2 separate regions of the Rattus norvegicus genome follow, and region 1 is linked to region 2. A link is a contact called in public Hi-C data. All regions are on one chromosome and are shown on one strand. The core of a region is the stretch at or near the end of the contact, and the rest is flanking DNA. Distances in the headings are between cores, read along the strand shown. Region 1 has its middle 12 kb from the start of Sfmbt2. Region 2 overlaps Sfmbt2 (Scm-like with four mbt domains 2).

Region 1 (7,564 bases), core at 487-2,986, 48 kb before region 2:
CGAAGAGTCACCTCGGCAGTGACAACACTACCCTTGTTTACAGACGGGAGGAGGGATCAGTCTCTGGATCACACTCAGGTCAAGGCCAAAGCCTTCACTTTACACTTCAAAGTCTTACACTTACTGAGTCTCTTTGAGGTACAAATTACCCAGGTAAACAGCGGGGTCAAGCTGGGATTAGACTTGTGGGTTTTCACCGAGGGAAATGTTAGGTGGGCAGTGCGGCTGCGGTTCAGCAGGGACAAGCATGACAACCTGAGTTCGAATCTCTAGCACCCACCTCAAGACTCTGTGATCCCAGCACTGAGCGAAGTGGGGGGAGGAGACCGGATGATCTCTCTCCGGGGTTTACTTATTAACAACCTACCCTGTGAGAGACTCTGACTCAAGGGAATAAGGGGAGAGCAAAAGCTCAAGCCTGCTTCTGGTCTCTACACATGCACACATGCCCACAAGCTGAGTGATTTTCCTCAATTACTAGACAGGAAGAATAGAAACTACCTGATGAGTTTTAAATGTGGACAGTCTGGGTCACACAGCTTGGTTATAAAAAGAGGAGGGGGTACTTCTGTCACACAGAACTTTTTGATTTTACAAATTTTCCTTCTTGTTTTCCTCTTCTCCTGCTATCCCAGTGAAGGGTACGCCTGCAAAAGTCACCTATAGGTTGGAGAGTCGGCTCTAACAGTGACAGTGCTGTACAACTTGTTGTCTAAGCTCAGTTCTCACAGTGGAAGGAGAAAGCTGACTCTCCTTTCTCTCCTCTCTCTTTCTCGGTCTCTCCCTCCCCCTCCCTCCCTCCCCCCCTCTCTTTCTCACACACACACACACACACACACACACACGCACACGCACATGTAAAATAAAAATTAAAAGTATCATTTATGCTAAAACGTTTGTACGCTTCTAAGAGCCCAAGGCAGTTTGAAATAGGAGTAGAAATACGAAAACAAGTGGGGTCAAATTAAATACTTTGAATAGTGTGAAAAGAACTCATTTAAGTTAGAGCAAACTTTACAATGCTCCTGAGGTAAGAAAGGGTGGGGATATCTATCTCTTGGTGTCATTTCTCCCAAGGACCAGCTAAGGGAAAAATAGGTGGTTTGCTCCCATTTATAGGACTCAATATTAAATTTTAATTTGGGGGCTTTTAATGAGACTCTTCCACGTCTGAGATTCTTGATAATTTAGTTAAGGGAGAGCATTTCAGTTGGTAGAGTGCTTGCCTAATGTGATCTTAGGTTCCACATCTGTAATCCTAGCATTTGTAAGGTTCGGGAGGTCGAGGATGTCTCTGGCTATAAAATACGTTCACATCTTGGGCTGCGTTAAGACCCAGGCTCAAAAACAAATATAACAACAAACAAACAAACAAACAAACAAACAAACAAAACATGGAGGGAGGAAGGGATGAAGGAGAAGGAAGGGAGGAAGACAGGAGCAAAATATGTGCTTTGTCATCTGGATTCTGAACACGGTGCTTGGTAGTACAGTCTAAGGTTATCGCAGACTAGCTTACAAATAAATGAGATTCAGATTATAGTTACTTTATTTGGCTTTGACAACTACTGGGGGGGTCACCTCTAATCTATTCTTTTTAACTGCTGGCCTGGCTGCCTCCCCAGCGGTATACCCCAGATACTTGCTGTTTCTCCTGGCCATGTGCTTATGGTTCCTCTCCCTAATGGCGGCTTCCTCCTCCTCTTCCCCATGTTCTCCCGCCTTCTCTCCCGATCTTTCCTCCTCCAATCAGGTCACTCCAAACCCACCTACCTCTAATCCCTCCGGTGATTGGCTGATTGGCCGTAGCCAATTTTATTTAACCAATAGCTTTAAACCAAAGAACAAGGTTTGCACAACAAAAGCTTTTAACCGCAAGAAGTCCTTTGTTGCGCCAAACCTTCCCGATTAAAATTTTAGCATTAGAATACATAGTAATAGACTAAACCTCAACATTATTTAACTCAGCAGGTAAAGTTAACAGTTTATGCTCACATGCCCGCCAAACACCATCCAACTTTTATGATTCTTCCTTTCAAAAACAGTTAGGGCAGCCCCAGGGCATCTCTGGCCACGGCTCCTACCGCACTTTGTCCTAAATTTCAGTTCCGGAACCTTCTCCCATATGAAATCTCATGTCCCTTTCTGTCATTGTCGCTTTCTTTGCTTTTCTCTTTTCCATTTTGTGAACCTCCAAGTGGCACCTTGTGGGATTGCTTACCTTTGATTTCTCCTTAATGGAATGTAAGCAGACACGGAACAATGTCTAGGACATTGGCGGTCTTCAGTAAATGCTGTTGACCGAGTAGATGTGAGTGCGGGCTGTTGCTGGCTGTTTGTGGTACTGGGACCCGACCCCTGGGCCTGGTTGATGCTAGGTGACTATCCTATGGCAGAGTCACAACCATAGCCTTGGTTTTAGTTTTCATTACTTCGCGTTTTCTAGACCTCACTGTAAACATTTACCTCTTCATTAAACTGGCTTAGGAAAACTTTGGAAGAGTTCTTTCCCCTCAACATAAGGTTCCTTTGCCTTATGAAAATAAGGTTGGCACCACTAAGAACTCAACATGATAATCAATTCGTGGTCATTTATAAATATTAAAAAATAAAAACCGGGGTTGGGGATTTAGCTCAGTGGTAGAGCGCTTGCCTAGCAAGCACAAGGCCCTGGGTTCGGTCCCCAGCTCCAAAAAAGAAAAAAAAAAAAAAAGAAAAGAAAGAAAAGAAAAAAAAAAACCTCTTAAGTGGATGATAAAATAGTACTCTCTCAAAGAACTAGTTTAAATGATTCATCGTGAAATTTGGAAGCAATTTTTAATTTTCAAAGAACATCCGAGTCCTTTAAACGCTTAACACTGAAAAGGATACATGATTTGATAGGATTATTTCAGCTTCTGTATACACAGAACTGTTGACCCACTGTGTTACATTAAACCTAGTCAGGACCCATGTCTTCCCTTACTACTGATGCCTGTATTTGCCAATGTCCTTTAAATTACAAACAAACACACACACACACACACACACACACACACAAAGACTACCTTTAGAAATTCCCAAGGCAAGTCAGTGTCTGCTTCCAGTAGATGGCACCGCAGAGCAAGCCTTTGTAGATCTAGTAACTCGTCCCTTTGATCATGGAAATCATTATTTATTGTTATGAGGTCACATCAAGAGACTGACACAGTGACAGCAAACATGTAAGGGACTTCGTGCTGTATTCTGTCACCGACATCTCATGTGTACACTATAACTGGGCACTCGCTAATATAGGTGCTTCCTGTCGCTGAAGTGACCCACCATGAATATGCATGGAACCACGTTTTGATGCTGGGTTTTGCCTGCCCATTTTAATTTGCTTAGTTTATTTTATGTTATATGTTCAGTGGGACTGTATACATCTTCATGGTGCCAAATTTGACCTCATTCAGGCCATTTAACACACGCAGGGGAAGGATTGTTCTGGAGTCAGAAGCCATATCCCTGACGTGTGTGTGTGTGTGTGTGTGTGTGTGTGTGTGTGTGTGTGTGTGTGTGGTGATGTGTGGGTGGGTGTGGGTGTTCATGTACCCAAGACTTTTGACCATTAAAATGTTGGGTTAAAAAATTCTAGTGGTCCCAGAAAATGCCATGTCTCAATTACGCACACACACACACACACACACACACACACACACACACACACACACACACACGGTGTTTCAGGTACAGTGACGCTGAGTAGGATTCAGATTGTGTGTCAAGGAATATGTTAACAATGTTTCTTAAAACCATTTAAAGGGGATGTTGTGCATGATATCGGCTAGTAGTTATTAAATGCTATCATATATAAAAACATACCTGGAAGAGTGTCCGAGGTGAATTAGGTTGGAACTGGGGATGTAGCTTAGTTGGTAGTGCGCTTGCCTAAGATGCAGAAGGCCCTAGGTTTGATCCCAAAGACCTCATTGAAAGCAGATATGGTGATGCTTGCTGGCACTGATCATCCTCTAGTGTGTATGTGAATTTAAGGCTAGCCTGGGCTACAAGAAATCCCATCACAAAGCAATACAACCCCCCCTTTCTTTTCTGAGTGTAGAGGAATACGAAGGGCCGGACGGAGAATTCAAGTGTCTATTCTACAACTCCACTCACTTAATGGCATTTACCAAGTAATTTTAATAACCTTTCTGGATTCCAGCTCTCAAAATGGCTGGACCTGGGGCTTCGGGACAGCAACCAGGTTTTCCAAAAGAAAGCATTGTGAAGTATAATGCATGTGTCACTGTCTTCCCTGGGTGTTCAAGCCAATAGCTGTGAAAGTTCTTAGTGATCTTTGTCTGAAGGATTTTCCTCAGTGGAGAAAGCAGCTGTTAATTCAGACTGACACTCTGTAAGCCAGCTCTTAGCTCTTTCAGCAAATGTCCCATGACTGTCCAGGAACCATGCACTTTAAAAACATTCTGTTTTCTTCTTCTTCTTCTTCTTCTTCTTCTTCTTCTTCTTCTTCTTCTTCTTCTTCTTCTTCTTCTTCTTCTTCTTCTTCTTCTTCTTCTTCTCCTTCTCCTTCTCCTTCTCCTTCTCCTTCTCCTTCTCCTTCTCCTTCTCCTTCTCCTTCTCCTTCTCCTTCTTCTTCTTCTTTGACTTTTGTCAAAGGAAACAGAAATGTCTTGAAATTACACAAGTGGCCATAGGAATAAGGAACCTCTAAAATCACTACAAATACAATGAGAGGTTAGTTATATTCTGTGGACATCACTATAACGCACACATTAATAATTCTTTATCTATGTGAGGATGCTCTCTTTCTCCAGGTATTTTTTCAAAATCTCCTTCATGGCTGGTAATCTCACCTCAGCCTTGGACATTGCTATAGGCAAGATAAAACTCACACTGTAATGGTAATGATAGGAGGGAAGTCCAGAAAGGAAGAAATGAGAGCCAAAGAATACCTTCCCTGGACAGTCAGGTGAAGAGGCATCTGTGGACTTGATTTTTCTCTTCTCTCCGTGACCCCGGAGTTTATGGTTTGCCCTGTGTGGAACTGGTGGAGATAGTGTCAGAATATTACAGAAAGAAATTTGTGCCTATGGGGTAAAGCAGATCACTAGATAATCTTTGGAGTCATAAAAGGCTTTTACGAAACATCCAACCAGTGCGTTTATTTTAACTACTGGGGGAAATGCAGGAGAGGGAAACTGCTGGACTCCAAGAGGTAACACAGATAATTAATGATAAAGCAGGGACCAAGGTCACTTGATTCCTGGTCCTTAACCAAGTACTTTAATGCTAATAAAGGATTTAAAAAGGAGAGAGGGAGAGAGAGAGGGGAAGAGGGGGAGAGGGAGATGGAGGGAGGGAGGGAGGGAGAGAGAGAGAGAGAGAGAGAGAGAGAGAGAGATTCTCTTATGTGGTCTAAGAGGAAATAAGTTTTGGGGTAAAGGTTCTAGGAAAGAGAAGATTGCACACATTTGTCGAACATTAGTATTAGTTTTGGTTGTTAGTTCTGTCCTGCTTGTGCGTGAGCTTCTATGACCTGCATCTTAATATATATATGTTTATGTATATATGTATACATATGTAATATGTTTACATACAGTCTCTAGTAAGTGGATTTCTTTTTTCCTTTGAAGGGAATGATCATGTAAAGACTGCATGTGGCTCAGGAAATAAGCAACATTTATTTATTTATTTATTTATTTATTTATTTATTTATAGAGCAAAAAGATTCAAACCACCACATGCCTCCAATATAACCACAAACACAGTTTTCCTTTTCACTCAAGTTCTCATGATGCGACTCTTAGGAATTCACAGAATTCACGAAGGAGAAACTTTTCGTCTGTGAACTTTTCTAATTTTTTCCCCCGTGTCATCAGAGAAATGGAAGAGCAGGTACGCATTTTACAGTTAAAGCTAATTTCATTACTTTAACAGGGCGATGAAACGCATGGCTTAGCCAGAACTTAGGAATACAAAAGCATCTGTAGTCTGTGCTGTCAGAGACTTGTTTGAAGGGAGACTTTTCAGTAAGGGTTAATTGTTTATTAATAAATCAATTAGTAGTGTTAATCACGAGACTTAACATGACTTCTTCTGAGTTGGAGTGCAACTTGCCTTTACTTTGGAAAAGCAGTCCCTGTTTTCCCTACTTTTTTATTCTTGGCAATTGTTACTGTTTTATTGATTTGGGGTGGATCCCGCCTTTGGATTCCCACATTCCTAAAGGGTCTGGTTGTGAAATGAAAGTGGAAATTAGAAGGTATTGGAGTGGGATGAAGGGGTCCCTTAATTGCTGGAGGGAACCTGCTAGCCACTTTTCATTGCCTTTTGGGTGCCCTGGGATAAAAGGGACTAGTGGGAGGTGGTTTAAGAGGAAACAAAACCCCAAAGCAACTACAACAGCAACAACAAAGAAAAGCCAAAAGACCTTAGAAAAGTCATGTGCAAAGGATGAATTCAAAGTAAAGGAAATTAAACTTTTGAGACACTTTGCTGTAGATTATCATTGGAGTTATTTGTATAAACACTACGGCCACTGTGTGCTATGGCGGCGCAGTGTTTCTACTTCTTAGTCATAACAGGTAGATAGATAAATAAACAGAGGAGTGAATGAATGGAACGCCGCGCCATTTATTTTTGATCCATGGGCAGAATTATATAATGTGGGGCTGAATATCGACCATATGAAGAGATTGCTCAATTACCTTGTCGTAACAGGTGTGTGTTTTAAAATTTGGATGGAAAAACGTTCGGTGGGCAACCGTAACTGAAAACCAGGAAATAGACCCGCAACCCTTACCGCGTTGGTTGGTTACAACTCAAGCCTCGTGGCTGGTGGACTGATAAAATTCGATTTCCTTCCAAAGGAGAGCTGCCCGGAAGTCCTGTGGGGAAGTTGGGAGCTAGGTGGGCGGTCTAGAACGCACAAAAGAGTCCGGCTGCCTTGGGCGCCCAGCGCAGCGACAACCGAGGCTTTGGAAAGTTGGGTTGGACAACCCTGTGCAGGCGGCGAGCCATTCCGGTGTAAGAGTGCTGCGCGCTAGGTTATCGGGGGGGGGGGGGGGGAGGAGGGAGGGAAGGGGATGGACAGGACCCTGACCACTCCCCTGGACGGAAGCGCAGGTTGGGTCTAGCAGGTCTAAGTCTCTAAAGGTGACTTTGACTCTCTTTCCCACCTCTTCCTGAAGGCTCTACAGCGCGTTGAGGAGGGAGAAGAGGTAAGTCGGGATTTTGGGACCTAAACTAGGGAATACACCCTGGAATCCTCGGATTCTTCTCCTGGGACCACCTCGGGTGGATAAAAGAGACAGTTGCGGGTGTAGGTGGGATGGGTAATTTTCGGGGGGCCGGATTCAGTTATTTTGGGGAGTCACTGCCGTCAAGGGCGTCTCCGACTTTAAGGAGCATGAGCTTAAAATTACGTTGGTGTTCCTAAGAGTTGGACACGGGGAAGCTTCGGGAGTGGCAAACCCGAGCGGGCGATAAAAGTGTAAATCTCGGAGAGAACTGATAAGCGAGTGACTGGGGCCTTCAGGGTCTTAGATGCCTCTTGTGCTAAACGGAGGCGTAGGGGCAAGGC
Region 2 (7,619 bases), core at 859-3,358:
GGCTTGTTCTGAATCTCTTTTGAGGCCCTCACAAAGTGCAGAGAAGTTTCAGTGTCTGCACATTTCCCCACCACCCTCACACACAAACAAATGAGGTTCATCGAAAATCACCACAGGTGATAACAAATCCTCCCCTTCCCCTCTCTCCCCTCTCTCCCCTCCCTCCCCTCCCCCTCATTTCTTCCCCCTCCCTCCCTTCCTTTCCCCCTACTATCCCTCTCTCTGTCTCTCCTCTCTCTCTATTTCTCTCTTCCTCCTCCCTCCTCCCTCCTCCCTCCTCCCCTCTCTTCTTTCTCCCTACTCCATTTCTCTGTCTCTGTCTCTTTCCTTTCCTTCGACAGACTAGCCTTGAAATTAAACAGGAAGTCATTTTTTATTTCACCCACCTTTCAAGTGGTGGGACCACAGGCATGGACCATCATAAAGGTTTGCAGTAAAGCTAAAAATGCCTTTTGATTTTAATTTTTTTTTTTGAGCTTTGATTTTTAGCTGTTGGTCCTGTTGAGACCCAGGCTAGGTGAAGGGAGGTTTCGTAGTGTTACTTGCAACAATATTTAATCACATATGTTTTGTGAGAAGAAAGCAAAGTTCCTTTCACGGTCTCCATCCGCACGTCGGATGTGAAATTTGTTAGTCCATTCAAACTGAGTTAAGTCTCTAATGTCCGTGGACCATTAGGTTTGTAAGTATTGCTAATGGTCCGTTCTGTTGTGTGTGTGTTAATGTGCCCTTCCCGGGTGGGTTTCTGTGAAGGATAATATAAGTAACTCGCCAGTAAATTAGCATCAATTAAAACTTCGATTAGACAGCTGGCAGAAGTCTTTTCATGTTAAGTACAGTTGTGTTTAGTTCAGACTTAATATTTCCTGGTCTCATCCATGGTCTCTGCTCCATTCTCTACCTGGATTTCTACCTGGAGCTCTCAACTTTCTTCCCCCAGGTTGCTTTTGGCCAGTGTTCTATCACTGCAACAGAGAGGCAAACTAGCTGATTCTGTAAGACTGTGATGGCGTCTTCTGGTAGCTTGGGGAAAGGGACACCATTTCTCTGTGTGGTTGCTTACCGCAGTGCATGTGACCCTCTGTGTGTTCAGAAGTTGTAGACTTTGTGTGGAATCAAGGATGTACAAATTGATTAGTTCATGATCTAATTTCCGTAGGAGGTGATAGCCCACTTAGAGAACCGAGAATGATCTTGAAGGGACTTACTAATGAAGGTATTTTGAATTTACTATCTCTGGGTGAACAGTTGACCTTTTGTAAGATAATGGGATGTTCTTATCTATCTATCTATCGATCGATTGATCCATTCATCATCCATCTATGTATGTATGTATGTATGTATGTATGCATGTATGTATGTATGTATCCATTCATCCATCCATCCATCCTTCCATCCATCCATCCATCCACCCACCCACCCACTCACCTACCCACTTATTGGTGTTGTTATCAACTCCACTGTGCACATTGTCTGAATGATGATGTCTGAGAGTATTTGCTTGTACCAGATATGTTGATACAGGTTCTCATGTGCCCTTCTTTATTTTCTGGAGGCGTCTTGACACAAACATCTCTTTTTCCTCATTACTCCCCTTCACGAAGATATTAATAGAATTCCTTGGATGTTTCCATGGTTTAGTAAAACTAATGGTTTAGTAAAATTGTTTTTCTTTTAATTTAGCACCAGAGTGGCTTAAGCTTTTGGCTCATTTAAGCAGATATTTCAGGACAGTTTTTTTGTAAAGACAAAAGCAGTGGAGACATTAATGACTAGATTTAAAAACGCAATTTAGATAAGTATTTCTTGGTAACTGTGAGAGTTGTTCCTGGATGACTCAGCACTATGGTTTTCGGTCTCATTCACTTGTGGATGGTTTGTTTCTCTTCCTCTTCACTCCCTGAGTTAAACTAACCGAGACAAGCACTTGCACATGCCTAATAGGCTGTGGTGGCTAATATGTAAACTGACTCATGTAACACCCACCAGCTGACTTGTCATACAGATATTGGGGTTCTCTAGACTAGAATCCATTTGTTGTTATTGAGGTTTGCGTTTGAGGACCTTGGGGCGCTCACTGCGAACACATGACACATTGTTTTTTAATGAGTCAATGAACTGTCTTCGAATTCTCGACTCTCTCTTGGCATGCTCTGCGAAACTGTATGCATCACGGTTTCTCGCTGTGGCTTTTAGCTTTCCTTTTCATAATGAGTGGCAGAATGCTCTCTAATTCTGCTTCGAAAACTTTCTTTACTATGGGAAATTTAAGTACACGCAAAACCTCTTCTGTTCATCCCTCAAGGCTAACCACGAATCTGTTCAAAGCCAATCTTTTGTTTAATCAATGCGCCACCCACTTTCCCTGGCCCTTACTGCTTAAAAGCAAATCCTAGACATCGTATCAGTTCATCTGTAAATATTTTAGCATGTGTCTCTCATAGATAATTCTGCACATGTGTGTGTGGAATCATTGAGAAGTCATGGCGACTTAAAGGGAGGCTTTTTATTTATTTTCAAGATGGTTTTTAAGAACTGGAGCCAACACTGATTTAAAAAAAAAAAAGAACACTCCCCTAGTGGAAGTTAAATGCCTCTTCTGAAAAACTGTGGAATGAGTCAAAAACTGAAATTAATTCAACACCTCTACTCAGCCCAACTTACCAAAAATTAAAACCAGAAGAAGGGGGTGATTTTTCTTTTAGAGTTAAAAAAAATTGTGTTTTTCTTTCTTTGGTGGGCCTGGAATAAATACTAAATTTAAATTTATTATTTTTAGATTTAGTGGGTTTAGCCCCAAGCACAGTGGTGGTCGCACCCATCGTATAATCCCATTACCTGGGAGAATGAGGCACGAGGCTCTCGATTAATGGTCGACCTTGGCTACAGATTTGTATCTCAAATGAAACAATAAATAAATAAATAAACATACAAATGAATGAATGAATAAATAAATAACAACATAAATTAGTAAATAAATCCAGTAGCTTTAGGTTCCTCTTTCTCATGTGTCTATGTTAATGTTCCGCACACAGGAAAGAACATTCTAGATCTGGTCTTGGGTTCATAACTGAGGAGGGAGTCCAGTCGTTGTCCTGAGTGACTTGATTCCCTACTGTGCTAGTGATCTTTCTCTTGGTTGTGACTGGGGCTGACTTTGGTTTGTTGATTGAAAAGGGAGAGGCCCAGGAGGGAATGCAGTCTGTCATAGCAGGGTAGGCGTGGTGAAGGAGCCGTGGTGGCCAGTCCTGTTTCTTCTCCAGTCAGTAACTAGAAGCAGACAGTAAGCAGGCTTTGGTTTGTAAACCTCAACAGCCCCCCTCCCAATAATCCCTACTCCCCCCTCCCCACACACACCAGTGATTCTCTTCCTGTAGCTGGACTTCACCTCCGAAAGGTTCCATAACCTTCCAAAACAGTTCCACTAGCCAGGAACAATGTGGTCAAACCCAGGAGCCAGTGGAGGATGTTTGACATTCAAACTCAGTGCGTACTAACTCCTTCAGACCCCTTAGAGCAGTGGCTCTCAGCCTTCCTACACACTGCAACCCTTTCATACAGTTTACCATGTTGTGGTAACCCCAATCATAAAATTATTTCATTGCTGCCGTAATTTTGCTAATGTTATGAACTGCGATGTAGACACCTGATGTGCAGGACGTCTGATATGTGAAGTGCTGCCTTAGAGAAATCTTGTGGCACAGAAGACAACTACTGTCTGTTCATCTGTCAGCACTGTGGACAGGGGTTGATCAATTCCGTATCACAGAAGTGTGGGTTTTTCTGCTTGTGGAGTGTGGTCCCAGTAACTGGGAACTTTGTTTCTCAATGAGGATGAACTTAAAATCAGGCCAGTGCATGCTCGCCTTTAGAACTTTGTGTCTAGAGGATTCCTGCAGTTCCTGTCCCTAATACTTTTTCTATTAACTGCCTCCCTTTCTCTGTTGACAGTCAGGACATATACAATATGTCTGCACACCTATAAGTGCACACATGCACACATGCACACACATAGGCACACATGCATACATACACAAACACATACACATGCACACATGCACACACATAGGCACACATGCATACATACACAAACACATACACATGTACACACACACACACAGATGCACACATGCACTCACATGACCTCCCCAAGATGTTCTCCAAGATCCTTATGCTATCAAGAATAGATGGAATACAAGTGGATGCGGGACATCATTTGCTGACTCCCCAAATCCCTGCACATGGGGAAACTTCATCTGCTCTCTTATCCTCCTCTGGGAAAATACCAGGCTTTCACAAACTAACATGACTTTTTCTATTCAGACATTTGCTATGTGTAAGGTAAAGGATTAAATTCAGGGACATGATTAGGTATTGATACTTGAAGATAATGCTTCTTAGCATTTCTGTTCTGGTCAGCTTTCCTCTCAGTCTCTTGTGCAAACGGGCAGTCAAAAATTATTTTTTTCTGATATTTTGTGCATCGGCAGACGCACGGTTACATAATATTGATGATTAATCAATTGCATGTGTTGAGGAATAATGGGGACAGGGGAGGGTCTTAGCATGTGCAAGATTTATTAGATTCTCCCGATGGCATTTGTATTTCTGCGCAGGAACATGCTTTATGATAAAGATTTGGTAGGCCAATGGTGTCAGAAGATGCTGCTGTGGGAACAGGAAGGGAAAGGAGTATGAAGTGCTTTCGCTAACCTCCACACAGGGCTTCTCGCTTATGTTCCTGGTAATTTGCGGCTAGCACAGTAGCCCCTAGAATCCTGAGTGCTGACTTCCTGACTGACATGTGGGGGTCGAGTGGCCAGTACATTTAAATGTGAGTGGGTGACTTAAGTCTGCAGGACCCCCGGCTGCTGTTTTCCTCGGTTTCCTTTCTTCTGCCACACAGAACTAAAAGGGATGAGTTAACATTTGTCTTTTGTGTCTGTCCCTTCTGGAGATCCTAGAAATATTTCTAAAACTATGCAAGATTAAAAAAAATTTCTTTATTTAGTTGCAGTTAAATTTTATTTTATGTGCACGAGTGTAGTCTTATGTATGTGCATGACTACAGCACATGTTACTCCCGCCGGTGGAGGCCAGAGCCTCAGAGCACTTGGGCCTGGAGTATAGACCGTTGCGGCCCACCATGTGGGTGTTGGGCAGCCAGTCCTGGAGCCATCTCTTTAGCTCCCAAACATTAAGGTTTCTTTGGTGGGATTCATGCTCGTGTAAGGAACATTCGCTGTTTGGACCATGGCATTTCTCTCTAGAACATTCCATGTTTAGTCAGTGTGAATTGAATACAAACGGGACTGGGTCGTGTGTGTGTGTGTGTGTGTGTGTGTGTGTGTGTGTGTGTGTGTGTGTAATTTCACAGTGTGAAAAAAGTTTCAGAAGTATTGAAAACTCCTTAGTGTCTTCTTATTCCGTGCCCACTGAGAGGCTTATGTTGCCAGAGTCCCGGAGAAACCTCACTAGAGTTTGGAGGGGGCTTTCATACAAGTGAGGAACTGAAATGATGAGATAGAAGCCAGCTTCCTTCTTTTCTAGGAATGACGTCTTGGCGCATGTCAATGATTTGATTATGGCGGCCTGAGTTGAAACCATGAAGTTCACAGCTGTGTCTGGAGCAGAACAGGCAGAGCCACAAAACATTGGGGATAGGGTCTTAGGACTCTTTTAAGAAAGATGCCAATGCGTATTTTAGGTTTAGGGAGGAAGAGGGCCGTGTCCCCAGGCCAATTTCCAGGTGTTCTCACTGGGTACCCCTGCCATCTTCCAGACGGTTTTACGCCAAATCGCTCACTGTCCTGCTGTGCTTTACAGAAATGTGAGCTCACCTTCTCCTTCTAAAGGGCGAGACAGCCATTTTCATTCCAAAGAAGAGGCCCTTTCATGTTAAGAGTCATCCTGTAATAAAACCCGTCATTTTGTTAATTAAAAAGATTACATGGAAGGCCCCTAGAGATCAGGTCTCGTGAACTTCGGCAGACGACTGTTGCTTAGGGCGGTGTGTACTGATCCACCCAGGAGAGGGCCGAGATGCTTGGCAGGTCTGCTTTGTCTCCAAGAGGAGCGGCTGTCGTATGATAATTCCGCCATTTGCCTTTATGATGGTTCTCTTCACTGTCAGCTTGAGGGGGATTTAGACCCTCCTGGGAGGCACAGCTCTGGCACAGCCTGTGAGGTAGAAGCCACCTAAATATGGGCGGTACTGTCATGCCCCGAGAAGGGGCACCAGACCGAAAATACGGGGAAAGGAGGAGGCAACTGAGTCACGGCACCTGACTCTGCTCACGGACTCCGGACGCAAAAGCGTTCAGCACCCCCAGGCTCCAAGCCTCTCGCCACAACAGACAGAACCTTCAAATTGTGAGCCAAAAGAAACCCTTCTAGCCCTAAATTGCTTTATCAGTTATTTTTGTCATAGCAGAGAAACGCAGCACATATAGAATCAGTGTTGTAAGAATCTTCTTTGGAATTTGCCTGGTATGATCCACACACTGACGCAAAACAGGCAGATCTGCACGTCTCTCTCTCTGAACAGAATTACTGAATGCCCCGAAATGACAGCAGCCACTGCTCAGCAAGTGTGACTTCTTTATAGCTGTTGATCTTACAGTCTACCTACGGTGACATACTCCTTTGATGAGAAAATACTTGAGTAAGTCTCTTGGGGGAAAGAAAAGAGAAAAAAAAACAGTACAGATAAAAGGTTTCCAAATATAAGCCCCTCCAGTGGCTTGAAGTTGCTGTTCCCCTCTGATTTTCTCTGGGCGTGTGTCTGAGGTGGAGGACACCTCCTCCTCACCAGCTCGTTTCATTCATACCATGGGCCCAGACATTGCAGAATAGCTCATGAAAGGACCAAGTCCTTCGAGGAAGCACCAGATTAAAAAAAAATACAGTCATTGATTAATTTTTAAGAGTCAGCAGCTGCACACTCAAGCATCTAGTTTGATAGGGAAGGAAAGGAAAACAAATGTCTTGGTTTTAAATTGCCTTGTGTGTATGACAGCATATTAAAGTAATGAGGGCAATTCATCTTGCCACGTTGGGCTTATCAAACTTTGCTTCCTCTGCGCGCGCGCTCTCTCTCTCTCTCTCTCTCTCTCTCTCGTGTGTGTGTGTGTGTGTGTGTGTGTGTGTGTGTGTGTGTACTGCCTGTTACATGTGTGTCCAGTGCATGTGCACACATGTATGTATGTATTTGGAAATCAGAGGTCAGTCAATACCAGGCATCTTCCTCCTCCAATGACTCTCCATGTTGTATATTGAGGCAGAGTCTCTCACTGAACTCAGGGCTTGCTCATCCTGGCTAACACAAACTGAATTCTGGTCCTCATCCAGTTGCTGCAAGCTCTTCTATTACATATCCTGCTCTTCTCTGTCCGTCCCCTCCCCCTCCGCTCCCCACCCCCTTCCTCTCTGCCAGGTTCATCCCTATGCTTTCTGTACTATTAAACGATAGACCACAGATAGCAAGACAAACAAACCATGAATCACTAGCAGGTAGTCGAGACTCTACCCAGACACAAAGCTATCTTCCTTGCTTTCCTAAAGGTTTAGGTCAGGTAAAGAACATACTAGCAAGCGCAAGGCCTCGGGTTCGGTCCCCA

What was found. Hi-C and Micro-C count contacts between places; a contact is called where the count stands out from the background.
Region 1: a contact with region 2 is called in a Hi-C map of the A7r5 cell line, with 2.3 times the contacts expected there. The contact joins two enhancer-like sites. A contact is called at or near these places in 5 of 12 Hi-C or Micro-C datasets (the A7r5 cell line, kidney, liver and 1 more).

What each region holds. Positions count from the first base shown.
Region 1 is chr17:73,040,068-73,047,631 of GRCr8, reverse strand. No RefSeq gene overlaps it. Among named protein-coding and RNA genes, the nearest start is that of Sfmbt2, 12 kb to the right of the region's middle. Within about 2 kb of position 1,736, at least 3 of the 93 cell types and tissues checked have an H3K27ac peak or open chromatin away from gene starts, as enhancers often do. A contact at or near this core is called in the A7r5 cell line, where this site is marked.
Region 2 is chr17:72,991,885-72,999,503 of GRCr8, reverse strand. The region is part of intron 4 of Sfmbt2 (Scm-like with four mbt domains 2); the gene reads left to right. Among named protein-coding and RNA genes, the nearest start is that of Sfmbt2, 36 kb to the left of the region's middle. Within about 2 kb of position 2,108, at least 5 of the 93 cell types and tissues checked have an H3K27ac peak or open chromatin away from gene starts, as enhancers often do. A contact at or near this core is called in the A7r5 cell line, where this site is marked.